Regions from separate parts of the Mus musculus genome. Here all the other regions are linked to region 3. Evidence: chromatin contacts called from public HiChIP or PLAC-seq and promoter capture Hi-C data. All regions are on one chromosome and are shown on one strand. The core of a region is the stretch at or near the end of the contact, and the rest is flanking DNA. Distances in the headings are between cores, read along the strand shown.

Region 1 (5,108 bases), core at 2,077-4,576, 1.7 Mb after region 3:
CTGTGAACCCTAGAAGGAAGTGGATGAAGCAGTGGACGCAGAAGCAGCCTGTGCCTGAGTAATAGAGTAATATGTCGCTGGGATGTGTGTGCATTAAGAAGCAGCTCACACACACAACCTACTTTAGATGCCTGGCTCCAGACTAGCTTGACTCAGGCTTCTCCTTCAAGCGGCACCCCACCCTCCAAGTGTCTGCCACTCCCGAGTACACCAACCAACCCTTGGCTTCAGAAGCCCACTCCATCTGACCTCTTTCTGAGGACATGACCCATCCAGCTAAGTCTTTTAACACAGGCCAGGAGAAGACAGCGCAAGAAGACCCTGCAGTCACCCACACTGGTTCAAGCAGCCCTACCTACGGTAACTTCAGGGACCAGTGACTTCAGAGTTTGGCTAGAATGTTCCAGAGTCAGGCTGAGGCAGGGACCGATAGCTATCCAGGCAAAGGAGGAACAGCACTGATCAGCAAAGGAATAGTCAGGGGGAAATGCAAGGAGGCAGTGGCCGTGTGGGCTGTACATCAAAGCAGTCCTGACATCTCTGGGCCACTTCACTGTAGCCTGCTTATGCTTCTGGCTAGGGTCTAATGGCTCAGGCAGTGGTGCCCTCTGCAGCTCCCCGCCCCTGCCTAGGATGACTCAGTCCCCTTAAGGGAGACCCAGGAGTCTGGTGCCAAGTCATGCTCAAGGATGCCTGCTGTGAGGATGGCCCTCCCACTACCTCCGGGGATCCCCAAACACCCAGGTAGGCTCCTGCCTCCCCCACTGCCGCTATGCTCAAAGCATCCTTCAGTCCACCTGTGGAAACTGACATCTGTGGGTCTCTTGTTTTACACCAGCTCTGAGCCTCCACCCTCTTTCCAGAGATTCCCCCCTCCCTGTTTCTGGGCAGCTCAGGGATCTATCCCACTCATCACCATCCCCGTTCTGTTATTCATCCACTGTTCCCATCACAGAGATGGGAACTCCATTTCCCCATTTTCATTGGGCCTGGGCCAGAAAGGCAAGAGCCAAAGGGACTGTCCCCCCCCCACCTTCACCACCCACCCCTCCACCTCCTGCAGTACTCTGGCTGCACCCCACTACTTCAAGCTTTGCAAACGACAGGCTCTGTGTCACCAGGCCTTTGCACGAGCTGCTCTTTCTGCCAGGAACACACCTCCCTTGGCTTCACTGCCTGAAGACCAGTTCAGACATCACCTCCTTTGAGAAGCCTCTTTGATCTCACCCCCCACACACACACACCCGCTGGCTGGCTGAACTCACTAAGTTAAGCACCTTAAACAGCACAGATCTGGGGATAAAATCACCAAGTTCTGACCTCCACTGTTCTCTCACTACTTCCAGAGGTCTCCCTACCCCAGATTAATATATCACCCCTCCCTCCACACCAGTTGCTAACAGGAGGATTTCTAATATGTTCGGAGTTTGCCTCTAGTGTGGATCTGGGGAGTAGATAGACACACTGACTCCTGGTATGCAAATCCAGAGTCATGCATCCCTGCTACAACGATTCACTGGGTATCTGCAATATAAGAACGAGGAGGTAAACCAGTAGACCCCCAAAGACAAAGTCCCCACTCTCACCATTTGCTTTCCAGTAGAGTCATGAAGCAACAAATAAGAATGCTAGCAATAAATACATGATAGGTGCTGTGGGATGCCCTGGGAAGACAGCTACTACAACAAGACAGGGCAGGAGCAAGATGCTAGGGACACAATTGATGTAGCGCAGAGAGGGTTTGTACACAATGCAAGCTCTAAGCAGCTTTGGAAGGAGAAAGGCGGTACACAGTGTAGACACTTGGAGAACAGCAACTGGAGCCAGAGGGACTGGCCCATAGGTGCAAGTGCCATGAGGTGGGACAGTGCTTGCTCTGTATGAAGACCAGCACAGCAGATGTGGCTGCAGTGGAAAGTTCCTTAGTGGAGGTGTGCATCAGGAGAGAAGCTAAGGTCCACTTACACTGGCCTCGGGGGTGTTTTCCTGGCGGAGGCGACATTGTGACCACTAAGCAGGATTCCCAAGGGAGAAATGGGAGTTCACCCTGTGTCTAAAAGAGATCCCTTCCCAACGTGATAGCAATAGAGTGCTTCCCAACAGGCTTGGTTTAGGGTTTGTGAACAGAAACCAGAGGCCTCTAACACCAAAGGAGTCTTTAAGCAGGGAAGCAATTCACTTGGATAAGGTTTAAAATAAGCCCCAGTCCTGGTCTGAGGACTGGGCGTGGGGGACCAAGGAGCAGGTAGTAGGGTCTAGAACAGTCTGACCCACAGCGTATGTTGGATGGAAGAGGTAGAGATGCGCAGAAGACCCAGCCTCTTCCTTTTCCCTGGGATTTTCAAGGACACAGCTGTGCGCTTCTCTCACACCCTGAACCTGGCCAAGACAAAGAGAGGAGCTCACTGGGACACAGTCCTGGGACCCAAGGCATGTGACAGCTAGCTCTGCTCACTCTGTAACACCCTCAAGACAGACACACACCCCTTCCCTGACAGATGTAATCCTTGTCCTCGTGACCGGTGCTCACACACCACTCCATCCTGAAACGCACCCCTCAGGTACACAGGCACACTCTTGTGTCCACGTGACGCACGCACACCCGCCTCCAAACACCACACACAGCTCCCCGCGCACGTGTGCACCCTCGGAGCACCAATCCTGTACCCACCAGACCCAGAAACCACAGCGCCGCCTCCGCCACCCTCACTCAGTCAGGGGACGACTGCGCAGCAGCTGAAGTCGCTCGCTGCATCCGTCCCATTCATCACCCCGCCCCCAGCTCTCCACGGAAGACTCACGGGAGGGCTGTGGGAGAAGCGCTCTGCTGAGATCCACACGTGGGTGCACCCGTCCAGGCCCACTCCGAATAGACACGGCCTCCACCCAGAGCCGGGCCCAAGGCACCGCGCGCGCGGGGCTTCTATGCAGTCCCACAGACAGCAGCTGCGGAAGAAACGCAGGTGGTCGGGCACCCGCATAGCTGGCTTAGACAGATGCGGGCTCAGGGAACCATCCCGAGGACCTGGCCCTGCAGACACAGCGGGAATCTCTGCACACCAGATTCCGGCTGCCCACGTAGACCCGGCCTTGTAGACCACCCTTCTACAGCCCGTTGGCTGCACAGGGCGGCTCAGCCGTCCGCACCCCAGTTTCCAACTCCAAGTCCCGGCTGCTGACCCCTACCTAGGCACCTGGCGACAGTCTCTGCGGTGGGCACCAGGCTCGCTCCCGCTGTGCGCGCCCCGCCCTGCCCGCCTTGCCGGGCTAGGATCGCCCGGCTCAACCCGCTGGCGCCGCAGCTCCAGGCTGCGCTCGCTCCCCCCGCCCGCCGCCGCGCCGGCCCACGATCATTGGCTGTGCCGCGCAGCGCCCCGCAGAGATGTCCAATCAGAGTCCGGTCCTCCCGCCCAGGGGTAGAGGGGGCGGGTCTCGACGGGATCGGGAGGAGGTGGCTCGGGAGGGGCCCTGCGGATGGGCCCCGACGCGTCACGCCCCCGGCGCCCGCAGACAAGCAGGCTCGGGGAACCCGATGTCCCTCAGGCCACGTCGTGGGCCCCTCAGCCTGGCCTGAAGCGTACGATGCTTTTTTCGAGTCCTCAATCCGGTGTCCTAGTCTCTAGAGGCAAGAGCATCCCTCCTTCGGGATGAGGCCCGGTGCGTACCAAGGAGAGGCTAGGTAGAGGCCCTGGGAGAAGGGCCTGGAGTTGAGTGTTCTCCGGGGGGGTTGGGGGAGGGAAGGAGGAGGGAGATTCGTCAGAGTGCTGGGGTGGGGCGGCACTCAGGTTTGGAGAGGAGCAGGAGGTGACTGGCTGGGCTGAGGGAATGAAAAAGAGCCCTCCAGGACCAAGTGGCCTTGACTGTGGTTATGCCTGGGGACTGCCCTCACAGACTCCTGGTTCAATCCTGCTATTATTAGTCTATTGGAGATGCCCCACATCACTGCTTGCCTCAAACTCAGACCCATGTTGCTATCTCCAACCTGGTCTCACCTGTGTCTCTGTCTTAAACAGGAGTTAGAAACCAGGAGTTAGAAACCAGGAGTTACCTGTGTAGCAGGTTTTCTGACCCAACCGGGTGTAGCACAAGGATCTGCCATGTTGCCTCTTAAGATCCCTAAAGTCTCTCTCTCTCTCTCTCTCTCTCTCTCTCTCTCTCTCTCTCTCTCTCTCTCTCCCCACCATCTGCCCCTCCCTGAACTCGACCACCACGGTCATGCAGTATACCTCCACTTGATTAGTGCAGCAGCCCCACCCCTCACCCCAATCCAGTATCACTTCCCATTAACCTTTCTGGGACAACCAGAACAGGCACTAGGAACACCAGAGAGCTGCCTCTTAGGATCTTCCACTGCTTGCCACTAAGTCCCCTCAAGCCCTCCATAGCTCACCCCTCACCACTTGCCTGCCTAAACCCCACTTGTCTTTTGGCACTTAGTTCAATGCCTCTGCTGCTAGGAAGCCTTCCCCATGACCTTCTGGATACCTGGAATGCCCAGCAGCCCTTTCTCAGTGCTTTCCAGATCTCAGCACCTCTTCACCTGAGTCCTGTCTGGACTAAGAACTCTTGAGAGCAAGGGTCGAGATGAATTCGCCCAGCACAGCCTGACCTCCTGATGCATGCCCAGCATGTATTTGTTGAAATGAATAATTGGGTCCAGTAACTGGAGGATTGGATCTATAGGGCTGGAGTTCAGGAAAGAGCTGGGCTACAGAGACTCCTCCCCCCACCCCCAGTTTTGAAGATTGAATCCAGGGCTTCTTGCATTCTAAGCAAGGATGCTACTACTGAGCTATACCCCAATATTGAAGAGATGGTTTTGAGAGTCCTTGAGGATCCAGTCATAATTCTAATGGAAAGGCTCAAACAGATCAACTGAAGCAAGGCTGAGAGGATCAGATTAAGATCTAGGCAACAACAACAACAAATCTTACATATATATAAATCTTGAAAAACAGTTCTGGGCTGGTATGATGGCTCTGCTCCACAAAAGCCTTTGAGATGTGGCTCTCTCCACTCCCTGCACCAGGAAGCCCTGGAGATGGCCTTTGACCTCGTGATTCTGAATAGGGGCTGGAACTCCAGTTATCACGTATGCATTCCAGGTT
Region 2 (4,858 bases), core at 547-3,046, 1.9 Mb after region 3:
CTAGGTTTTTTTGAGTCAGAGACTTGCCTGCCTCAGTCTCTTAAGTTTTGAGAATCATGTATGTGTGCTTCCCAGGAATATCCTGGAAATTTTATTTTAATAAAGACCTTTTACTAACTGTGTGTGGTTATAATGTGAATGCATATATGTTTTAGACCTTTGAGACAGTCCTTCTCAAAGTGAGTCTAGCATAGGCTGTACTCAAACTATGTAGCTTATAATGGCCTTGAATTGATCCTCCTGCTATTGCCTTTCAAAGTCTGGTATTACAGTCTTGTATCACCGTATTTTTGAGAGTTAGAATGCACTAAAGCAGTTTTTACAGGGAAACTTACAAAATATATTATGTAGGCATTTTTATCATTTGCAGGCGACATTCTCGAAATATTTCAAGAGCCTCTGATTTAGAGGAAACAGAACTTTTAAATTATGTTACAAGTGACTGTGGGTTTCTTGCTTTACACACTAACCAATCAATGACTGACAATTTTACATGGCTTACTCATTAAAAACCTTTTGTCCTAACATTGTGGAATTAATAAGACTTCAGGGAGCAGGATAATAGGGACCTAAGGGAATGGGGTGGGAATCAAGAGGTTTGTGAGATACTCTCAACTTTGCTAGTGAAATGATTTATAGGCTAACTCTGGGTCAGTTTTTTCCAAACCATAAACCAAAATGTTCAGTAGAGATATGAGGAGAAATTTCATAAGTACAAGAAAACTAACGCTTCCCTATCAACTTTAGGTTTGATAAGGTTTCAAATGAGCCTGGAACAAGTTCTTCAATGATTTAAAATCCAGTGTATACTTGTTAAAAAAAAACAAACAAACAAAAAACAACCAACCAAACAAAACCTAGTATTTTATAGTCATGAACGGCTTGCAGAATGAGTCTTTTCAGTGTAATGTTACCCTCCTTCCACATTAGACTCAGATGGTTCTCTACAAGATTCCTGCACAGGCCAGTAAAACAGAATGGTTTTCATGGCCACTCCCTTGATCTTTGCACATCCTTTCTCGTAATTGTCTTACTCTGATAAGGTCCAGCAAGCAACTAAGCCTGTCAACTGCACAAATGTCTGCCTACCACATGCAGAGACTTTTTTTTGGCTTGCTCCTCTCTTCGGAACAAAGCTAATGTAGCCTGGACTTTCCACACCTCTAGTAAAGGCGAGAGACGTAGCAAAATTCCGTAGTGATGCACTCCGAAAGAGTTCGGACAACGCCATACTTCCATTCTAAGAACCCGAGGACCCTATGGCTTCCTGGCTGGCCTCCGCAAAGCAACCGCCCACCTCTTCAGGACCTTATTGGCGACCACCCTGCTCCCGCACCGCTGTCGCCAGCCAGCCAGCCAGCCAGCCCTGACCTCCTCGAACTGCTCGCCCGAACATCCAGCGCCGCGAGCCTCCAGCAACTCCCGGAACTGCTCCAGGGTGACGGACTCTTCACCGCGGCCCAGCCGCTCTTCCAGCCAGCGCAAGAGCGCGCCGTGGTGCCTCGACACCAGGGATTCGCAGGGAGGTGCGGGCCGCAACGCAGCCGCTGCCTCTCGCAGCCGAGCGGGTTCCAGGAGTGCAGCGGCGGAAGGCAGCACCGCGGCCGCAGGGCCGGGGCCGGGGGTCGTGCCAGAGTCGGCAGCCCAATCTTGATGTGGGCTCCAGCCCTCACCCCCTGCGGCCGCCGCTTCGTCTTCGCTGCTGTTACTCGGAGCGTTCCCCATGGGGTCTCCGTCTTGGGTGCTCGGAGGTGTCGCCGCCGCCGCCGCCTCCCAGCCACGACCTGTCAACCTCCGACAGCTCCTGGCGGGCGGGGACGGGGTGGAGACCACAGCGGCGGCAGTGACTTCCGGCTTCCTGGCTGTCGAGCGAGGCCTGATGTCGCAACGGAGCCGTCAAGCGGATTCCATTTGCTCACGACAGCTTAATGAAGCCCGGGAACCCACCCGTTAACGTATCCGTCTAGCCGCCTCTGCCGCCATCTTTGTTGAGGGCGGATAAACTGTAAGCCAGGACTTTTTGTTTGTTTGTTTGTTTGTTTGTTTTTTCTCTGTACTGTTCCCCTTTTCTGCTCCACGCTTCACGTTCAGAATCTAGGCTGGACAAGAAAAGAAGAAAGAGTCGGGGGCAAAAGAGTCAACTTTGCTGTGAAGTCTGTCAGTGTCGCGCTGCCGACGTCACGGCCGGCGTCTCTGCTGTCTTAGTGGTGGCTTAAGAGGTGGCTACCTCCGAAGCGTGTCTGGTGTGTTGCTGTATAGATGCTGAGGATATGCGGGCTTGGTGTGGTGCTGAGCCTGGCCGTGGCGGCGGTGGCTGTCATGGCCGTGTGGTTGATGGACTGGTGGGGTCCCCGCCCTGGTATTCGCCTCTTCCTTCCCGAGGAGCTAGCCCGCTATCGCGGCGGCCCAGGGGACCCGGGCCTGTACTTGGCACTGCTCGGCCGCGTCTACGACGTGTCCTCTGGCAGGAGGCACTACGAGCCTGGGGCGCACTATAGCGGCTTCGCAGGTATCGGCGAGGCTCTCACACCTTTTCCTCCTGCGTGGGCTCGTAGCCACGGCTTGCGTTCGTCCAGTAATTTATTCCTCCGCGCCTCGTCATCCCACATTCCTCAGACTGCTGCGGTGGGAAGGACACGGTCCTGGTTTGCAGCTTGGACGCAACTGTGCTAGTTATGTACCCTCCGACTCTGTCTGCTGCACTGTGTGACTGATTCGGAGAAAGATGTGTCTTGTTAGGTAGTGGTTACACTCAGAAGTCTACCTGGTCTCTAGAGCTACCGTGCTTTCAGGCTCTTTAGACTGACCCGAAATAACCTTTCCTCCGCCCGCCTCCGTTTCCCCTAATATAATATTTGAGTCTTTTTTAATTCTAGTAGATGCACTTGTCTGCTTTTCTTTAAAAAAAAAAAATGAGAATCAAGCGGGGAATGAAGTTAGAGCACAGGAAAGCAAGTATCTTTTGTAGTATTAAAATACCTACAATAAACCAGAAGTGGTGTTTTAACTGGAGTGGCTGAGACAGGAGGATCTCTTGAGCTACAAAGATCCATTGAGCCAGGAATTTGTGGCCAGGCTGGCTCTAAAACAACACGAAACAAAACTTCTGACAAAATTTGGTATATTAGCCTTCCTAAGAACATTTATCAAATTAACTCCATTCTGCTGTGCTCCCGTTACCCCTTAACAACGGAGGGGATCGGAAAATGTAATTTGACTAAAAGCCTTAACAAGATATGAGAACTACCAACCTAATAGCTTTTAATTTTTATTTTATGTGTATGAGTGTTTTACTTCCTTGTACAACTCTGAACTACCTGTGTACTTGGTGCCCATCGAAGCCAGAAGAGGTTTTCAAATCCCTGTAACTAGTAAACATGGTTGTGATCTGGGTGCTGGGAACTTTGCTTCTCTGGAGGAGCATCCACTGCTCTTAACCAGTAAGCCAGCTTCCCAGCTACCAATTTTAAAGGTGTTGTTTTTCTAGCCAAGGAGAATACCTCTCTCTTTGTTTATTTGGGAAGGAAGATCGCAGGGCAAGACTGGTAACTAGACTGACAAAAATTTCAAGCAGTCCACCGGTCATTTAGGAGAATTAGGAAGCTACCTTTAAATACAGATCACTCACTTCCTTCTCTCCAGACTTTTCAAACAGTCTAACCTGGGATAGGACCTACCCAAGGACATGGAGAGTTAGAAGCAATGCTAGACTGGAATCAAGAGTTTTTTCTTGCCACTTGAGTGCACTTTAGGACACTACTAACATCTGGTATAGCTGTCATGGATGCATGCACAAGTGTGAACATACATGCTTCCATTTCTGGGCTAGTATGCTCTAGTAGCTTTTGCGTTCTGTGCATATAATTTTTGAGCTCCATTTATTGACTACTACCATGGGTCCTCCCTTGGCCAGGTGCTGAGGAATCCAAGATGTGTCTGACTGCCCACACAGTCTATTAGGGAAGCAAATGTACTCATTTATATAGTCAGTACTTATTTTTATTAAGGCACAAGTCACAGAAAAGTCTTTATGTTAAAGGCACAGAGACAAACAAACATTATCATCACCTAATTTCAGAACATTTTGCTCATCCCCAAGGGAAACTACCCATCATCCACTCCTCTCCATTCTCTACCTCCCCACAACCCTTGGGAATTCCTGTGTACTTTCTCTTCCTATGGATTTGCCCCTTCTATGAATAGAATCATATACCTCACACATGTCCTTTTCTTTTTTCTTTTTTTTTTTTAATTTATTATTATATCTAAGTACACTGTAGCTGTCTTTAGATACACCAGAAGAGGGCGTCAGATCTCATTGCGGATGGTTGTGAGCCATCATGTGGTTGCTGGGATTTGAACTCAGGACCTTTGGAAGAGCAATCGGTGCTCTTAACCACTGAGCCATCTCTCCAGCCCCACATGTCCTTTTCTAGTCTAGCTTTGTAAAAGTAACTTTTATTCACCTGATGTAATTGTCACCTGGAAGGCTTACTGTCTCCTGCTAACCTAGGCCTAGTCCTGGAAGCTTCTAGCTCCCAGACAATCTAATCCGGGCCTAGAATGTTTTCAGCCTCCAAGACTTACTCCTATATAAGCTCACCCTTTCTAGTTCTGTTTGAGCTCTGGCTGGCTGGTTCAACTCAACTGTTAAAGCTCCAACTCCTTTCCAAGCTGACTGATTCAATCTGGCTTCTCTCTCGACCTCTGACTCTATTGCTCAGCTTGGCCTTAAACTAACTCTGGCATTCTTTTCTAATCTGGCTCCTTCTCATCTTCTGGCTCATTCCGCCTTTACCTGTATCTAGTCTGTTCCATCTTTCACTTATCTCTGTAAAACTGCCGCCTTCCCCTCTGC
Region 3 (5,380 bases), core at 2,376-4,875:
CATTGTGCACATGTCGGTGTGGACATGAGTGTGCCACAGAGTGTGCATGTAGGTCATAGGACAACTTGTTGAATTCAGTTTTCTCATCTTATCAGTGGATCTGGATGATGGAACTCGTGTTGTCTCATCAAATGCTTCTACCTGCTCACCCATTCCCCCCCCCCCCCCATAGGTTTTTTTTCCTATGTATATTTCATGTCTATTTAAAGGTTTTGGATTATAAAGGTTCCCTCTGGCTCCTCCTTGTTCTACTAAGCTGAGAGTTTGACTCTGTGGATTCCCTTTCATTTGCTTTTATGTGCTCGCAATTTCATGACACATCCGGATGTCACGATGCTGAGAAGAATGACTGGTCTAGTTGGATCTGCCCACACTGACATATCTATGCCTTGTGGAATTTCAAGTACCCAAGTTAATGAGTGAAACTCTCCTAGAGTCAGTGCCTGGTCAGTTGGGTCATGGTTCTCTTCTGGATGGACTTTAACTTATATAACTTGCATTCCCCCAAGCTTCCTTCTTACCATTTGTTAGTTTATTTCTCTATTATTTTCACACATGACATTGGACATTTTCCTGTAAACTACAGAGGCCAGTTGAACTTTCAAAAAAATTGTTTTTTGGTTTTTTTTTTTTTTGATGAGTGATTTTTCTTTTGTGTGTTTATGTTCATATGTGGGAATTTGCTTGCACATGTGTGTGGTGGTTGACACCCACGACTTTTACCAGCATGCTGGGCATCAAACTCAGGTCCTGATGTTTGAGGAGCAAGCACTTTACCTACAGAGCAATCTCTCTAGCTCCTTAGAACAAAGTTTTAACATTTTTCCTTTGGCCATACTTATAGAAGACATTTTGTTCTCTCCCCAGTAGCAATATTTTTGGACTGTTTCTTCCAGTCAGCTTATTTGCAGAATTGTTTTAAGTAACACTAATTTTGCTGCAGCAATTGAAACAAATGTTTCCATTTTGAAAATGTCTACTGGAAAAATAAAGATTTGTAATTCAAATGAATGGAGGGATTGTTAGATTGTTCTTAGGAAAAAAAATGAAATGTTTATTTTTTCCACAAGAAAATATAAACACTACTCAAGACATCCATTAGTAAATTTCTCCTGAGGAGACCTAGGTTCTACAGAAGGACTTATGAACTATGATTGATGGCACAGATGTCTTAATTCTCCATTTTCATTAGACAAGTATTTGTCAAAGTGGATATACAGTGTTAGCAACTAACTGAAAACGCACAGAACTGTAACACACTTGCTTCATGTCAACTTAAGCATATAATCTGTTCAGAAAAATTATAATCCAGGGAGAAAAATGTTATATCTTCCCCCAAAGGAGACTTACTGCTTTTTTGAAGGATTGCTACAAAAATAAAATCTTTACTTATTTTAGGACATAATTGTACAATCTAGGTCTTACATTTTTTTCTATACATAAAAGCATGTGATCTCAAGGCTTATGCGAGTTAAGGCTACCTACTTGTATTAAGTTGGTGTTTATCAATGTGCTTCCAAGCAATTTTGTTGACTTTTAGAGCATTCATTAAAAAAAAAAAACCCAAAAGAACTTATTCACTCATCTGATTAAATATTAAACAAGATACCAGGCAATATTAAATATTTCAAAAGATAAAATATGAGAGGTGGGTGAATTCTTAGAATCAGGGAGAATCAGGGACAATTTAATTTAATGAATGTTTCTTGGCTGCTTTTGGATATAAGTGATAGGATCAAGCCTCTGTCTCATGCTGTCCATAGTTTTGACTATAGAATCCAAAAACTGAAACTCTGGACATAACCTTTTAAAGATTATTTGATTTAGTTTCTTGTGTTGATGAAGAAAAAAAAAAAAAGAACTAATCCCTTAAGGTCATTGGTTTATGTTTTTTAAAAAAATTTCTAGGGATAAAGATAGCCCATCCCAATACAAAGAGCCTGGCTTTGGTACTAGATAGTAATGGTTACATGAGTTACACATCAAACCTCAGGCCTTAACCCATGCAACATCTAATCTCACAAAGCCTCACAGCTATGTCAATTCTATAATGTTTTCTTTTCTTTCTCTCAGCAAGTACTCTCCTACTGAGCTGTCTCTTCACCCTTTTAAAAGTGATAAATTTAAAAACATTTGAGTTTTCCAGGTAGCCCTTAAACTTGTGATCCTCATTCTTCAGCCATTCCATGCTGGAATAAGGGATGTGTGCTTCCTTCCACCCAAGGTTTGCTCCATTATTATTTATTCTTGGAGACAGGGTTTCTCTATGTAGTTGTCTGTCCTGGAATTCACTGGGTAGAGAAGGCTCTTGAACTTGGAAAGATCCACCTGTCTCTGCCTCCAAAGTGCTGATATTAAAACACCATGTCCAGCTTTAAATCATTATTTTAAGATAGGGTCTTACTATATACACCATGCTGGCTTCAAACTCGTGGCAAGTCTCCTGCCTCCGTCTCCTCAGTGTTAGCATTACAGATGTGAGTCACCCTAGCTTGTTTATTACTATCATCATTGTTTTTTGTTTTTTATAAAAAGGATGCTCCTGAGGCTTGCAGAGAACTTCTGGGCTCTTGCTGGTCTCCTGCCTCCTGAGTAGCTTGGGCTACGTGCCATGTGCCACTTTGTTTGGCTACTGGGTTTATTTTATACTGATACTGAGGCCAAAAAGAGATATGATAATTTAGTCAAGGTCACATTCCCAGTGGTGACACCAGGATTCATACTGGAGACATTAACTCTGCAGCTTCCCAAGTGATTTTTACAGTATTTACCTTCATCGAGGGACGCAATAGAATCAGTTAAGCCTCAGTGCTGGAAAACACAAGTGGATAATGAAGTAATCTCATTCAATACTTAAATATCCTATATTGAATAATTCAGAGCCCCAAACCTTCCCTTTCAAAAATCAAGTGTCTCTTTGTGGAATAAATTGACATCAAATCCCCCCAGATTTGTCATCAATATACAATTCATAATATAATAAAACACAGACATGTCTTGTAGAGAATAAAGTTCCAGGTCTTTCTGTGGATTTCAGTTTCCAGAATCTCTGATGAATACATGTGACTAAGGAAAAGAATAGCTGAATCACATCTACAGGCGATTCCTTCCGATTAAAAATCTGTACCAGAAAGGAACACAAGGCAATCCATCTGCCTTTTAACCTCAACAGCTCTTCTGCCCAAGCCCACCAATTTACTTTGGTCCTTTTGGGTGGGTGGGTAGGTGGGGGATGGGGAATAATCCCACAGGCTAAGGCAGAAAGGAAGCATCCTGGCTTGGCTCCTGCTCTAGCCAGCAGGGGCCGAAATGCCAGTGCACCGGGTACCCGCGGTCCGCCGGGACAGCGCAGTGACCGCTGAGGCAGAGCAAGAGTCGTGATGGACGCCAGCCGTCAGGCAGTTTAGAGCAAAAGGGAAGCTTCCCAAGGGATCAGGGGGCAGAAGCGAGAAAAGCCGCGGACGGGACGCAAGCTCGCCGGTCGGCTCGGGTACAGCCGCCAGCTCACCCTGCGGAAGGGCGCGCGGCCCAGGCCCAGGCCCAGGCCCAGGCCCGGCCCGCGCATGCGCCGCGGGCCCTCCGCTCCCCTCCCTCTTCCTGGCGGGTCTGGGGCGGCGGCGGCGCGGTGACGTCAGGGCGTTGGGGCAGCTCCTGTGACAGACGGAGCTGGAGCGGCGGGGCGGCGGCGGAGTCCGGCGGCCGAGATAGCGAGTGAGGGAGCGAAGGAGCAGCGAGCCGAGAGTCCAGGGAGCGAGGAGGACCCGGAGGGGAGCGCTCAGGCGCGAGCGAGAGGACGAGCGAACGCTGGGCTAGGGCTCGAGCCCCGGAACGGCCGAGGAGCCCGCCCGCGGCCCTCCCCTCCCCCTCCCCGGGACCGGGCCCAGCGCGCCATCCTCCCCCTCCCTCCCTCCCTCCCTCCTTCCTCCCTTCCCTCTCCCTCCCCCTCCCCCGCTGGTGGATGGGAGTGAAGGACGGAAGAGGCCCTGCGGAGGCGGTGGTGCAGCGCTCCGGTAAGGCGGCGACGCTCTGCGCCCTCCCCTCTGTCTCTTCCATCGCGCTCGGGTGGCTGCGGGCCGGGCCGGCGGCCTGACGATGTGGCTGCGCCGGTCCCCTCCCTCCCATTCTCCCCTCCCCCTGCCGCCGCTGCCTCCTCCTTCTTCTTCTCCTCTCCTCGCTCTCAAAATGGCGGCCGCGACGGCCGTTGAGTGAGAGGCACCGAGGAGGGGGCCCTGGCCTGGGAGGGCGCTGCCCTGGCTCCGGTTCCTCCGACCCTGGCAGTGGGCTACTCAGGCTGCTGAGGGTTCAAGCCGTGGCCTCTCGGGCGGCATCGCCCTCCTGCCGCCGTGACTTAGCAAGAAAAGTATTCTTGGGTGGGAAGGGCGTGGATAGCAGGTCGCTCTCTGATCTTGGGGAAAGGGCTCAGCCCTCCTGGGCCGCGGAAGCGAACCCGCAGTCCCCACCCCTCCTTGGCTGGCGACTCGCCGCCGGGGCTCCAGCAGCTACCAGGCCTTCCAGGCGTCGGGTTCTCCGCTTGTCCTTAGGTTGAGGGTGGACCCGGGGAGGATGGCCCGCCGCTCAGGCCCTCGGCCCCCCGGTGCGGTGGTGGTCCAGCCTCTGCATTCAGTAAAGATCTGCAGCATCCACCCACCGAATCGGGCAGGATTTTCCTTTTTGCTACTGACTCCTCGCACGGGAGTTGTCTTTTGACGTTGCTAACACTGAGCTCCCAGGTTCTCGATCATTCCCTTCATCCCATCTCTCCACTCCATTAGGAAACGCTGTGACTATTTACCCTCTCTAGCCTCCCAGGTGAGAAAATGTTTTTTTGAGACGGTGGGCTGATTTCGTCTCCCAAGAGGAAAGAATTTCAGTCTTGAGATAGGAGAAAGCAAGGTGCCTGGCTTTATTTGTTATCCTGCCTGCTTTTTCCAGTGACTTAGCAAGAAACTCCTTGGGAGGAGCGCAGGAAATTTTCTGTTGAGGTTGGGTTTGGGTGTAATTCCTATCAGTATTTTTGGCTAAGAAATTGTGCCTTTGAAGAGTACCAGATTTGTGGTCTCATTCTCAATGGGCGATGTCATGTCAAGGATACCTCCTCCTCACCCCCCCCCCCCTTTAAGAGACAATTGGGAGAAAATAAAATTACTGCTTTTCTTACCTTTAATTTCAAACACACCCTCCTAAAGATTCACAACCTTTAAAAGATCCAGTAACATAAAGGTCATTTTAGCAATTCTCTTTTTGTTGGGTTGGCTTGTTTTGTGTGAAATTTCTTTTCTGGGGGTGGGATGGTGGAGACTTTGTTTGGGCCTCATGCCAGTAATATTGTCTTCTCTCTTCATTTTGCCACAGCAGTTGTTTGCTGTGTTTCCCCCTGCAG
Region 4 (5,469 bases), core at 2,269-4,768, 1.6 Mb after region 3:
TCCCAGAGCCTGTGCTCTGAGTTCTCCATGCTGCTCAACTCTAGCACTGAGAAGCCCTCAGGTATCCACGTCTTCCACATGTCCCATATATAACCATATGCCTGTGCACACCACACACTCTGTGTACTTGTGTGCATGACATACATACCTCATGGGTACCTATAAACCCCATGAGCCCCATATGTACTACTAATACCCTACATGTACTCATGTGTATACGTGTCATACACACATAATGCATATTCCACAACTGCAGTGCACACTGCATGCTCCATAGATCCTATCTAACTTCCATATAAAATCTGTACACCTCATACATGCCATATGTCTTACATGCCACACAGGCTATATACTTCATACGGTCTACAATATAGTAATACACAGGAACCATATATGCACCACTCGCATCTCATACACTCCCTATACATACCACACATACTTCATACACACAAGCCAGTTTTCCAGAGGTCAGAGATGTAAGGTTTCACTTGTCCTTTCTACCTGAGTGTTGTTTCCTGGTTCCACTGAGTCCTGTGGCTCTTTCCACGAACCCTTCCCCGGGCTAGGGAAGTTAGTGTGTGTATGGCCTGCTTTTCATCACATGGGGCCCAGCAGGTCCTAATCTAGGATGGAGAGGACAACATCAGAGCAAACAGCCTTCTGCTCCATGCCTTTGCTTCTCCATCTTCTTCACATGCCCAGGCCTTGCTGCTTCTGAGAGCCCCTCTTCCTAGTCTGCCTATCTGCTGAGACCCTACAATTCTCCTAGGCATATCAGGTACCTGGATCCCTGTTCCTGAGGACCAAGCTTTTCTCTCACATCTACACATAGCTGTAGGCTAGGCCTAGGTGGAACCAGGACAGCCACCTCCTCGCTTCCTCAGAGTGGGAACCACTGGGGGAGCTTGGGTTGGTGTACTGAGTAGAGCAGGCCCTGGACTCTGGTTCCTTCCTCTTAGCCCACAAGGTTTCATAGATCCATAGCAACGTTCCCTTCACACAGGAGAAGTAAACTCGACCTCCGAGAATTCAGGAGGAAGTGAGTTACCATGGTCACAGAATGAGTCAGGACAGGATTAACTCAGGGGCAGACTACATGGCATCGGGGTGTACTGCGGCTGGGGGCTGGGCTGCTCTAGACTTCCATGTGTCTGCACCTGCATTTTCTACGAACCTTCCTTAGACAATCTTAAGCTCATTTGCTCCCATGAGTGAGTGACAGGAAAAGATCATTACTACAGTGGGTGCCTTGGAAGGGCAGAAGGGCAGATGGGCAGAGCCACCTGGTCAGGAACAGTTGTGGATTGGCCCCAGCCCAGGGAAGCCAGGCAGGCACAGGACTCAAGAGCTTGGGCCTGTGCTCGGTCTGCATTCTCATTCTCCTTGATCACACCTTGCCTGCTTCTGACTCCCAAAGCCCTCAGGACTCAGCCTCAGTCTTGAGGCCTGACGGATCATCAACTCCAGGCAACACGGTGTACAACAGTGCTATCTCACGTCCTCCATCACATACCAAGGCCAATCTCACTCCATCCACAGCATAGCCAGCCCCACAGGCTGCGGGGCCTCGGTGCAAATCCGCCCATCCCACCTGTTAGGTTTTGTTTTGTTTTGTTTTGTTTTGTTTTTCCAAGACAGGGTTTCTGTGTCTCTCTGTGTAGCCCTGGCTGTCTTGGAACTCACTCTGTAGACCAAACTGTCTTGGAACTCAGAGATCTGCCTGCCTCTGTCTCCTTAGTGCTGGGGTTAAAGGTGTGTACCACCACTGCTTGGCTCCATCTTGTTCTTGGTTGTCAACTGGGGCTGTGCCAGAGCCTCAGGGGTTTGATGAATGACAGGTAGTGGAGGAGGTGCCGAGGTGATGTCATTGGTAAGGAGTTGCAGGAAACAAAGGTGGGCAGACGCCCAAAGTGCCACTGCTAGGGTCATCGTTCCAGGCCATGGAGCAACCTGGAGCTGTGAGGCAGGGCAGAGGTCCACCTAGACGTGATTCTGTCTCTACTGCTCCTTGGTTGCACCCTCTCAGTCTCTGGGCCTCAGTCACCTCTATAATGGAGTGGACTACTCTAGTCTCAGCATCTTTTCTAGACAGCTTTGATGATGGGGCATCAGAGCTATGATTAAAAAAAGTGGGGAGTGAGACCCCATTTCCCCCTCTGTAGATAACAGAAATAAACACAAGTCTAGGAATCAAAATAACAAATAGTTCAACCAACTTTATCTTCCCATGGTGACTATCAAATGCTTAAAAAACAAAGCTTGTGTGTCTGTGCACATAAGTGTGTGTGCTCATGAGCATGGCATCATGCAGAGGACAGAAGACAAGCCAGCTCTCTCTTTTTACTATGTGGGTCTCCAGAACGGAATTCAGGTCATCAGGCTTGGCAGAAAGTGCCTTAACCTGCTGAGCCATCTCACTGGCTCCCCTAGGTCTTTTTAAAATATCAAAAATTTCCCGCCGGGTGTGGTGGCACACACCTTTAATCCCAGCACTCCGGAGGCAGAGGCAGATGAATTTCTGAGTTTGAAGCCAGCCTGGTCTACAAAGTGAGTTCCAGGACAGCCAGGACTACACAGAGAAACCCTGTCTCGAAAAACAACAACAAACAACAACAACAACAAAATTCCCTAAAACGTTGATGATCTGAGCAGGGTTTAGCTTGCCTTCCGGGTGCTCTGGCTCATAGCGGGTGCTCATCCTGCATTCTCCTCCTATGATGGCTCAGCTCCTTCATACCTTCAAAGAACTGGCTTCTATAGCTACAGCTCCCTGCCCTTATGTAACTATGTGTGATACTCACCTATTCTCTTGCCAGAGATGAACAAGAAAAGAGACCTAGATGGCTAGGTAAGTTCAGACTAGAGCCCTGTCTGAGCAGTCCCCGGGGGTTCAGCTGATTATGCTATCTTGTCTCTGGGATCTTAAGGTGGTCTCAGGGCAGTTTGTCCCAAAAGCAGTCCCCACTCAGGGTTAAAGACAGAATGGGATCCCCTGGCAGCAGAAATGCCTGCCCCTCCACCACAGCACAGAACAAGAAACAGCTTCCCCCACAACATTCACTCTGTAGAGTTTCACCCCCAGTCTCCTGCTAGTCTTCATGTTCTCTCAAGTCCTTCCAATCCCCAGCAGCTGAAACTGGTCTATTAAAGAAGAGCCCTCTTCTGGGTGGCACAGGGTATCACTGGGTCCCACACTCTGGGAACTAACTGGGCATAGAACTGAGGATGTGGCGGAGTGAGGGGAGGCTGAATAGAGAGGGAAAGGGGGTGGCAGAGCCCTAATGCCTGAGGCCAGCAACAATGAAGAGGTCCTCCCCAGTAAACCTGCAGTTCTGTCTGAGCAAAGGCTCTTCCCAAGGGAAGCCCATCACTTCTCTAACCACTAATCCTGAGCCCAGGCAGACAGAGATGATAGCATCTGAAGACAGGGGGTAAGACTGACTTACTGGCCATGCAGAGAAGGGTATGGAAGAGCCACTTCATAGCTGGAGCAGATGCAGCTGTGTGAGCTGAGTGGGGCGACACAGAAGGACCTCAGAAAGTACTCAGCTTCCCTTCCCCTGCAGGGGAGGCCAGGAGGTGGAGACAGAAGCATCTACAGATAAGGGACCACAGGCCCACAGGTACTTTTTTTGTTTTTGTTTTTCGAGACAGGGTTTCTCTATATAGCCCTGGCTGTCCTGGAACTCACTCTGTAGACCAGGCTGGCCTCGAACTAAAAATCCACCTGCCTCTGCCTCCAGAGTGCTGGGAATAAAGGTGTGCACCACCACTGCCCGGCTCCTGAGGTACTTTTAAGTAGACATAGCCACCATAGCTTGTACAAGGCCAGCACGTGACTTCACCCATAGCTGTGGGCTGGGTCCTAGGAACGTAAGACAATTGCCAGCCCAGTTCCATCACTCACTAGACTCACCATCTCATGCACGAGTGAGCTAAGATTTGGCTGGTGGTCGTTCTGAGTGTCTTTGGCAGACAGAGGGGGTGCAGGAGCAAGTCGTCCACGTAGGTGAATTCCAGCCTGTCCTATCCAAAATGTTCCCCAGTCAGACTCATGGGGTCAGTCCCCAGCCATATTGGGTCCCCTCAAATAGAAAGTGGCCTCACAGGTAGGAACTGGGCTCTTATGTCTGCTCCTGTACTAAACACATAGGGCTGTGGAGGACCAGGTGAGCATGGAGACCCTATGTATTAGTTAAAGTCATTGCTTCAATCCAGTTGTGGTTCAAATGTCTTCAAAGTCTGAAGCGGGTAACAGCTTCACAGCTCTGGGCTTCCAGCCTAACAGAAGAGGTAGACCTCATGGCCTTTATAGCCAGCTCTGACCCTGCCCAGGCGGTGGAGAGTCTACTACCAACAGGGGCAGTCATATCTAAAGACTAATTTCCTCAATGATCAAGTTTGCCCACACAGCAGTGAGGGAAGGAAGCCATTCTGCACAGCCCAGCAGAGCTCTGGACAGGTAAGCCTCGGACGATCCCAGCTTTCAGGAGTGTAGGGTGGGAAGACTGAGTTCAAGGCCAGCCTGGGCCATGTGGTAAGACCTCTCTGCAAAGATGGGCTGCTTTGAACCCAACTGTCCAACTGGAGCTATCAGCCACAAATAACTGACACGTTAAAATGACGTTAGTGTATGGACAGAACTGAACTCTAGAGCATATGCAATCTTAATCTTAATTCAGAAAAGCTGGGCATCAAACCTCTCATTCTTCCATAGATGTAAGCGAACATTCTGGAGTATTATAGTATTAGCAAAAGCAGACAACCACATGGCCTTAATGACTACATGAAAATCAATTTTATTTTGTTTTTCACATGGAAAACGTATCTAGCCACAGTTCTGTGTCGATTCAGTGACACGTCAAACATTTCCACGCTGTTAGCTTTGGTCTGATATTGACTAGATCTTATACAATTATTCACAAGGAGATTACAGTTCACCACCACCACCCCACACACACACACACACATACAACACATTATTAGCAGCTAGAAAAGCAGAGTTCCAGGTCTGATGTCTTACTACCACATCATAGTGTAGAACACCCAAAGGCTGCTGGACAGACCTGTCACAAGCTGCAGTGGCACCAGCAGCCAGCCCACCTGCCCATCACTGCTTCAAAGCCCAGCTCCCCCTGATCCAAGGACATTTGGTAGAGCCACTAAAGGATTCTCTATCCCTGGCCCATGGGGAAGAAAGGGGCAGTCTAGATCACAAAGCACACCCTTGGTAGGGTAGGAAAGCCCAGGATGGCAGCTCACTTAGGAACTCCGCAAGCAACAAGACTGAGTGTGTACCCCAGGCACCTCAGGAGGCCAGGCAGTGCTGATGGCCAGAGCTGCACAGGGCACAGGTTACTTTCTGCACCTCTGTAGGACTCTATGGAGTGCCAACACCTCTTGTACCCACCAAAGATTGTCAATGCCATCTGTAACTATGACTTGCAGAGGAGCCCTCTCAGCCCATTT
Region 5 (5,631 bases), core at 212-2,711, 1.5 Mb after region 3:
TTGACATTCATATCTGTGAATTCACTGACTATAAACTGACCCTTTCAGGAAACAAATAGGAATGGAATCTGAGGCCATTCTGATCCTACTTACATCATCTTCCAACAGAGTCCACTGTCTTTAATTCATTGCATTTGTTTTAAAGGTATGTTTGTGTGTGTGTGTGTGTGTGTGTGTGTGTGTGTGTAGTGTGTGTGTGTGTGTGTATATATATATATATATATATATGTGTGTGTGTGTGTGTGTGTAGTGTGTGTGTGTGTGTATATATATATATGTGTGTGTGTGTGTGTGTGTATGTATATGTATATATATGAATGTATGTGTGTGTGTATATATACTGTATGTGTGTGAACATACATAGTATATATGTGTGTGTATATATGTGTGAATATGTATGTGTATATATTTATATAGTGTGTGTATATATGTGTATACATGTATGTGTGTGTGCACACAAACATGTGTGCCCGTCATGGGGCACATGTGGCAGTCAGGGGGCAGCTTTTCAAAAGTCAGTTCTTTCCTTCCATGGTAGGTTCTGAAGGTAGAATTCAGGTGACCAGGCTCACTCAGCAATTGCTATTACTGCTGAGCCATCCTGTGGACCCCTGGAGATGTACTTTTCTATCTTCTAGTTTTCAAAAGCCAGTGGTTGCAGCGTATAATCATCAGTCTGATTCTTTTCTAAAATGTTCATCAGCTTATCTCAGTGTCTCCCCACCTGCTCTGACAACTTTCCTCCAGAGATGCTCAGCAGGGGCTGGAATTCTTTGAGTAACCAAGTGAAATTATCAGTTTACTTGAACTTCAAAGGCATGAGGTAAGCCTAACGCTACGTCTCATTTCCAGAGCACAACCTGCCTAGGGGGTGGGGTCGGAAATGATGCCTGAACTAGAGGGCACAGGGTCATGAGTGGCGAGCGTGATAGTCAGGCCTGTGGTTATCACTTTGAAAGCAAGTCCTCTCGGCGCAAAGTACAAAAAGTGATGGGCGGATAGTAGAGGGATCCAGCGCCATGGTCAGGGGCCCCAGAAAAGCCGGAGAGCGGGAAGATCGGTGCCAGCAGGTGGGAAAGCTCCCTGGGCAAAATCTAACGGCTTAGCTTGAGCTGCAGCAGGCTTTGAAGCCCTAGAGGAAAGGGCAGCAGGCCTTGGAGGTCCGACAGACTGGGCAATCACGGGTACTTCTTCGCGGGAAGGTGTTGCCCGAGATGCCCCCAGGGTCGTCCCGGGGCGGCAGCTCCAGGGCTCTGCCTCACCTGGGGCCCGGCCACCGCGCTCTCAGTCTCTGCCCTCGCAGCCCGGGCGCAGCTCGCCAGCACCACGAACCCGGATGGGAGGCTGGGTGCAGCCTCCAATAGGGCGGCCTTCACGGACGTGGTGCCCAAGTCGATACCGAGAGTGACAGGTCGCGAAGCCATGGCAGTGGTGACAGCACAGCTCGGTGGCTTGAACCGCACGCCGGGGAACACTTCACTCTGGAGGGCAGTAAGGGGGCGGAGCTTCCTTGTCAATCTTTTAACCACTTCTATTGGTCGAGGAAAGCAAACACCACGCGCTCCCCACAGCGGCCTCCGGTGATAGGTGGAGAGACGACAGAAGGCGGGATCTATTGGTCAGAGGTTCCGGGACAGTGCCTGGGGTCCCAGGGTCTTCACCAGGGAGCACAGGGCTTCAAGGAGACAACAGAGACTTCGAGAACCCTGCTTCCCCTACAAGAGACTAGATCGCCCCTCACATCCGAGCCCCTGTCCCTGCCAAGGTGCCTATGCTCTTCCGCCCTTCCACCCTTCCCTCACCCCTACCAAGCGTTATCCTCCTGTATTCGTGAAAACTACAACTTCCAGAGCTCCTTGCACAGGGCTCGCGGCTTCAAGTCAGGTGGTTCAGGTCAGGTGACAGCTGGCCCCTCTTTCACACAAAGTCGGCGGAGCTCAGAGAGTCCTTACACTCCTAAGCGGTTTCTGGTGCGAGATTGTTGCTTTTGGTGAGGTCTGTCCACCAAGCCTGGGAAGCTGTCAGGTGAGAACCATCGCGACCGGGACAGCTACCCCCTTTTCTGGTATGACACCACCCACCCCAACAGACATTAGCCCCGCACCTCAGAGGGGCAACCTACGCTACCAGAGGGGCAGCGCCTGGGTTTCTAGCTTCTGGCCCCAACCCAGGCCCGCACATCTCTAGGTTTTAGGGCCAGGGTGTTGGTGAGCAAAAGCACGGACACCGACTGACAGCTGGTGTTGGTGGCACTATTCAGTATGTGGCGCCGCCTGAATCTGGCTTAGGAATGTGCAGGTAGGTAACTTGGGGTTGGGGGTAAATTCTGCTAGGACCATTCCAGGAGCTCGTGTTGATTCTCCCAGAGAATGAGAGGGTACCTGGATCTTGCCTTTTTCAATAATATTGAGGAAAATAACAATCTATGCTCTGTGAGAGCTTGCTGGGAGCCCTGGGTGGTAATAGTAATAACATTACCTCATTGTTTCTCAACTTTTTGTTATCTTACCAATCCACCTCAAACTTTTAATACAGCTGGTAAGCTCTATTTTTTTTTATTATGACGTTTGGGAGAGAGATAAGCAATTATTACAGCTATTTTTTCAGACCTCCAGAGCCTATTTTAGCCCCTTTGAGAATGTATGCCTTGTATTTCATCTCACTATAATCCTGTGGTGTAACTACCACTGTCCCTGTTTCCCCATTAAGAAACATAGGTTAATAAGTATTCCAGAATCATACAAGTAAATGGGAAACCTGGGACCTAGATAGTTCATCTCCAGGGAACATATTCCTTGTCCAATCTGTACTATCCCTTGAGGAATGTGGGTCTCCCCACTCTCATGGATTATGGCCAATTAGGTCCACGGGGGACAGGGGGCAGTGGGAGCAGAGACAAAGAGTGGTGGGCATGGTTTTGGAAGCCCTGTGAGTGGGTATGGTGAATGACCACTCCAAGACGAGCTTATAAAGTTTGGGGGACTGAAGGTAGGAACATCCAGGATAGTCAAAGGTCATTGGCTGAGGGCTTGAGGTACTGAAATGCCCCATTAGCATGGGGAAGCATTTCGGGAATCTCAGGTGCTCACCGAACAGGTTCTTATGAAAAGGAAGGGAATTGATCCTTAGGAAGGAATCTTGCTAAGGCTATGTGACAGTCATCAGGTAGAGGCCTGTGTTGGGGCTTCGAATTCCCCAGACAAGGTCAGAGGATGAGAAGTTCCACTTATGCCGAACCCATGGGCTATGCAGTCATGGTGGACCTCCACCTTAATTAACAGTTTTCCCACAGAGGAAGCTCCAGGTTATGGACCAAGAGCAGGACTACCTCAGACACCTGACTAAGGGAAGCTGCCACAGGAGATCTCTTGTGGGGGATAGTAGAGGCTCTTAAAAGTGTGCCATCTGATTGAGGTGTAGAAGATGGTAAACACACACACACACACACACACCAGAAGATGGGCATGGCAAGTCTTGTAACTTTGTCTTGTAACTTTTTACAAGCCTAGTTGTGTGTTTGACCAACTGATCTTTTTAGCATAGTAGGCGCCATCGGTTCTAGGTTTCTCCTTCAGAGATGCCTTAGCCTTTAGCACTGGGGAACATTTTGCTGACAGAGTGTTTGAGTTTCACTTGGAAGCAGTCCATATCTTCCAAGAAGTGATATTCATTTGTTTGTTTATTATATAGCATTCTGCCTACATGTATGCCTGCAGGCCAAAAGAGGACATCAGATCTCATTACAGATGGTTGTGAGCCATCATGTAGGTGCTGGAAATTGAACTCAGGACCTCTGGAAGAACAGCCAGTGCTCTGAACCTCTGAGACATCTCTCTAGCCTAAGGTGTTTTTTGTTTTTGTTTTTGTTTTTGTTTTAAGAGAACACTGCCAGTGTTGGTTGGTTGGTTGGTTGGTTGGTTGGTTTTCCTGTTAACTGGCTACAGAAAGCAGCTGAGGGAAAAGTGCAGGCTGTGTTCACATCCTCGGAGTAGGACTTTACACAACCCACGCAGCTGCTCCGAGTGGCTTTGCCCATTACATGAAACATAGATAGGTCCTCTCCGGGTCTCCTTCTCAGAGGTTGTGATGCCTGTGAGGTCAGAGGTGTGGAGGAGAAACCCTTTATGAACTGTCTCCCTGTCATGGGTCAGGGAGCATGTTGTCCATCAAGAGCTGAGCTAATCTAACCTTAACATGCCTCTCTCTTGCTCTTTCTTCCTCCTAGTTCTGAGAAGTCAGAGACCATGAGGAGGAATTGGCTGCTTATTTTGACCCTTTTTCTCTTGATGTTCATAGAGAAGTATGGTAAGTTTAAGACTGCCTTCTCAGCTTTGTAAAAATGAAATAGTGCAAAGAGTAACTTTTTTAATTTATTTAATGCCTCTATTGTATTAATAGTATATTGTCTCAACTTTTCATATCTAGGCATATTGTGATGGGTTTTAATTTTGTTAGGGATGTAATTTTCTTCTCATACTATTTATATAGTGTGATAATTTTTTTTTCAAGAACCAAACTTCAAGGATTATTTGTAAAGAGTAACCTCTTTGTCACCAAAGGTTTGGTACTGTCCAGCAACTGATGGTTGGCCTGCCACTCAAGAGAGGTAGCCAGATCCAGTTCTGGTGTAGGGACATTGTACAAAGAGCCAGATGATCCCAGTCATAGTTGGCATTTTAACCTTGGGTCCCTCTTGCTCTCTTGGTATCAGCACAGGTAACAGTTGGTTCCTTAGTCAGCCTGTATGACTGGCTCTCCGAGTCTCACCAAGCTGAGATAGTATCTGTAAAGAATAGCCTGTGCTTCTGCCCTCTGGACCTTGCAGAAAGGGTGATGGGCCCTGGGAGACACTAGGGAGGCCTTGTACCTAGTTCTCACAGATACAGACACAAGAAAAGTCTACCTGGCCCCACATTGTAAGAGAAAATACTTTTTCCTTAGAGGAGATTGGAACTGGTTACAGCATCCCAAGCCACCCAGAAAGCACACTAGTGGAGCTTACACAGCCTTGTCAGCGGATCCCTTCACATGCTGTTGTCATCCCAGACATCCTTGCAATACCCAAGACATCTCTCCTTCTGTAAATAGCTGTGTTTAGTATTCACAGTGCCCAGACCCATTTTAATCATCAGATAGGTTGTTACTCCAAAGCAAACGTACCTTAAATCCCCTCATTAACAATTTCCAGCAAATCTAGGGCATACCCTAGAAATCCTACACACGTTCCCTGAAGCTGCACACACTGGCTACATCCACCATTATGGTTGTCTGTCCTCTTGATGGCCATGGAATGGCTCATCTGACTAGCTCATTCAGGTTTGGTAACTGTCAGTCATGTTCTTTTGAAGCCACACCTACTGGAGAAGTAATCTTTGAAGAAGGAAAAAAAAAAAAAAAGGCCTCAGACCATGAGGCCTGTCAGACCGTGAGACCTGGCCATGCTACCTTTCTCCAGAGGGATGCCCCAGCCACTCTCAGCCCTCCAGGCTCTACTGAGTCAATCTCTCTGGGAAATGAGTGCATGAGCACATAGGGATTCTGCCTAGGAGATAATGGCAAATCCTGCTTGTACTCCAATTACACAGATGATAGACAGAGACACAGATGAAGGAGGACCACAATAGGGCCTCC

Evidence for each region. Promoter capture Hi-C pulls out the DNA fragments that hold promoters and counts their contacts. HiChIP or PLAC-seq counts read pairs in DNA pulled down with a chosen protein or histone mark.
Region 1: a contact with region 3 is called in a promoter capture Hi-C map of hippocampal neurons, with 10 times the contacts expected there. The contact joins the promoter of Camkk1 here to the promoter of Pafah1b1 in region 3. A contact is called at or near these places in 10 of 39 promoter capture datasets (the C10 cell line, cranial neural crest, embryonic stem cells and 7 more) and 8 of 115 datasets of contacts at active chromatin or transcription factors (SST interneurons, embryonic forebrain, embryonic limb bud and 4 more).
Region 2: a contact with region 3 is called in a promoter capture Hi-C map of embryonic stem cells, with 4 times the contacts expected there. The contact joins the promoter of Zzef1 here to the promoter of Pafah1b1 in region 3. A contact is called at or near these places in 10 of 39 promoter capture datasets (the 3T3-L1 cell line, cranial neural crest, embryonic stem cells and 6 more), 1 of 484 Hi-C or Micro-C datasets (embryonic stem cells) and 8 of 115 datasets of contacts at active chromatin or transcription factors (astrocytes, cardiomyocytes, differentiating embryonic stem cells and 5 more).
Region 4: an H3K27ac HiChIP or PLAC-seq map of acute myeloid leukemia shows a contact between it and region 3, with 10 times the contacts expected there. The contact joins the promoter of Itgae here to the promoter of Pafah1b1 in region 3. A contact is called at or near these places in 4 of 39 promoter capture datasets (cranial neural crest, hippocampal neurons and liver) and 5 of 115 datasets of contacts at active chromatin or transcription factors (acute myeloid leukemia, embryonic hindbrain, extraembryonic endoderm stem cells and 2 more).
Region 5: a contact with region 3 is called in a promoter capture Hi-C map of embryonic stem cells, with 3 times the contacts expected there. The contact joins the promoter of Shpk here to the promoter of Pafah1b1 in region 3. A contact is called at or near these places in 9 of 39 promoter capture datasets (the C10 cell line, cranial neural crest, embryonic stem cells and 4 more), 6 of 115 datasets of contacts at active chromatin or transcription factors (astrocytes, embryonic limb bud, embryonic stem cells and 3 more) and 3 of 9 other capture datasets (adipose tissue, liver and macrophages).

The regions. Positions count from the first base shown.
Region 1 is chr11:73,017,206-73,022,313 of GRCm38.p6, reverse strand. Camkk1 (calcium/calmodulin-dependent protein kinase kinase 1, alpha) reads right to left here and starts at 3,326. Exons shown (of 16, transcript NM_018883.3): 1 at 3,187-3,326. 4732414G09Rik (RIKEN cDNA 4732414G09 gene) reads left to right here and starts at 3,473. Exons shown (of 3, transcript NR_152202.1): 1 at 3,473-3,657.
Region 2 is chr11:72,793,164-72,798,021 of GRCm38.p6, reverse strand. It overlaps Zzef1 (zinc finger, ZZ-type with EF hand domain 1), which reads right to left and starts at 1,796. Exons shown (of 55, transcript NM_001045536.2): 1 at 1,372-1,796. The coding sequence starts at 1,725. It overlaps Cyb5d2 (cytochrome b5 domain containing 2), which reads left to right and starts at 2,183. Exons shown (of 4, transcript NM_001024926.3): 1 at 2,183-2,509. The coding sequence starts at 2,260.
Region 3 is chr11:74,722,629-74,728,008 of GRCm38.p6, reverse strand. It overlaps Pafah1b1 (platelet-activating factor acetylhydrolase, isoform 1b, subunit 1), which reads left to right and starts at 3,625. Exons shown (of 11, transcript NM_013625.4): 1 at 3,625-4,010.
Region 4 is chr11:73,088,632-73,094,100 of GRCm38.p6, reverse strand. It overlaps Itgae (integrin alpha E, epithelial-associated), which reads right to left and starts at 3,518. Exons shown (of 31, transcript NM_008399.3): 1 at 3,447-3,518. The coding sequence starts at 3,483.
Region 5 is chr11:73,195,312-73,200,942 of GRCm38.p6, reverse strand. Shpk (sedoheptulokinase) reads right to left here and starts at 1,461. Exons shown (of 7, transcript NM_029031.3): 1 at 1,263-1,461. The coding sequence starts at 1,424. Ctns (cystinosis, nephropathic) reads left to right here and starts at 1,924. Exons shown (of 11, transcript NM_031251.4): 1 at 1,924-2,025; 2 at 4,226-4,305. The coding sequence starts at 4,245.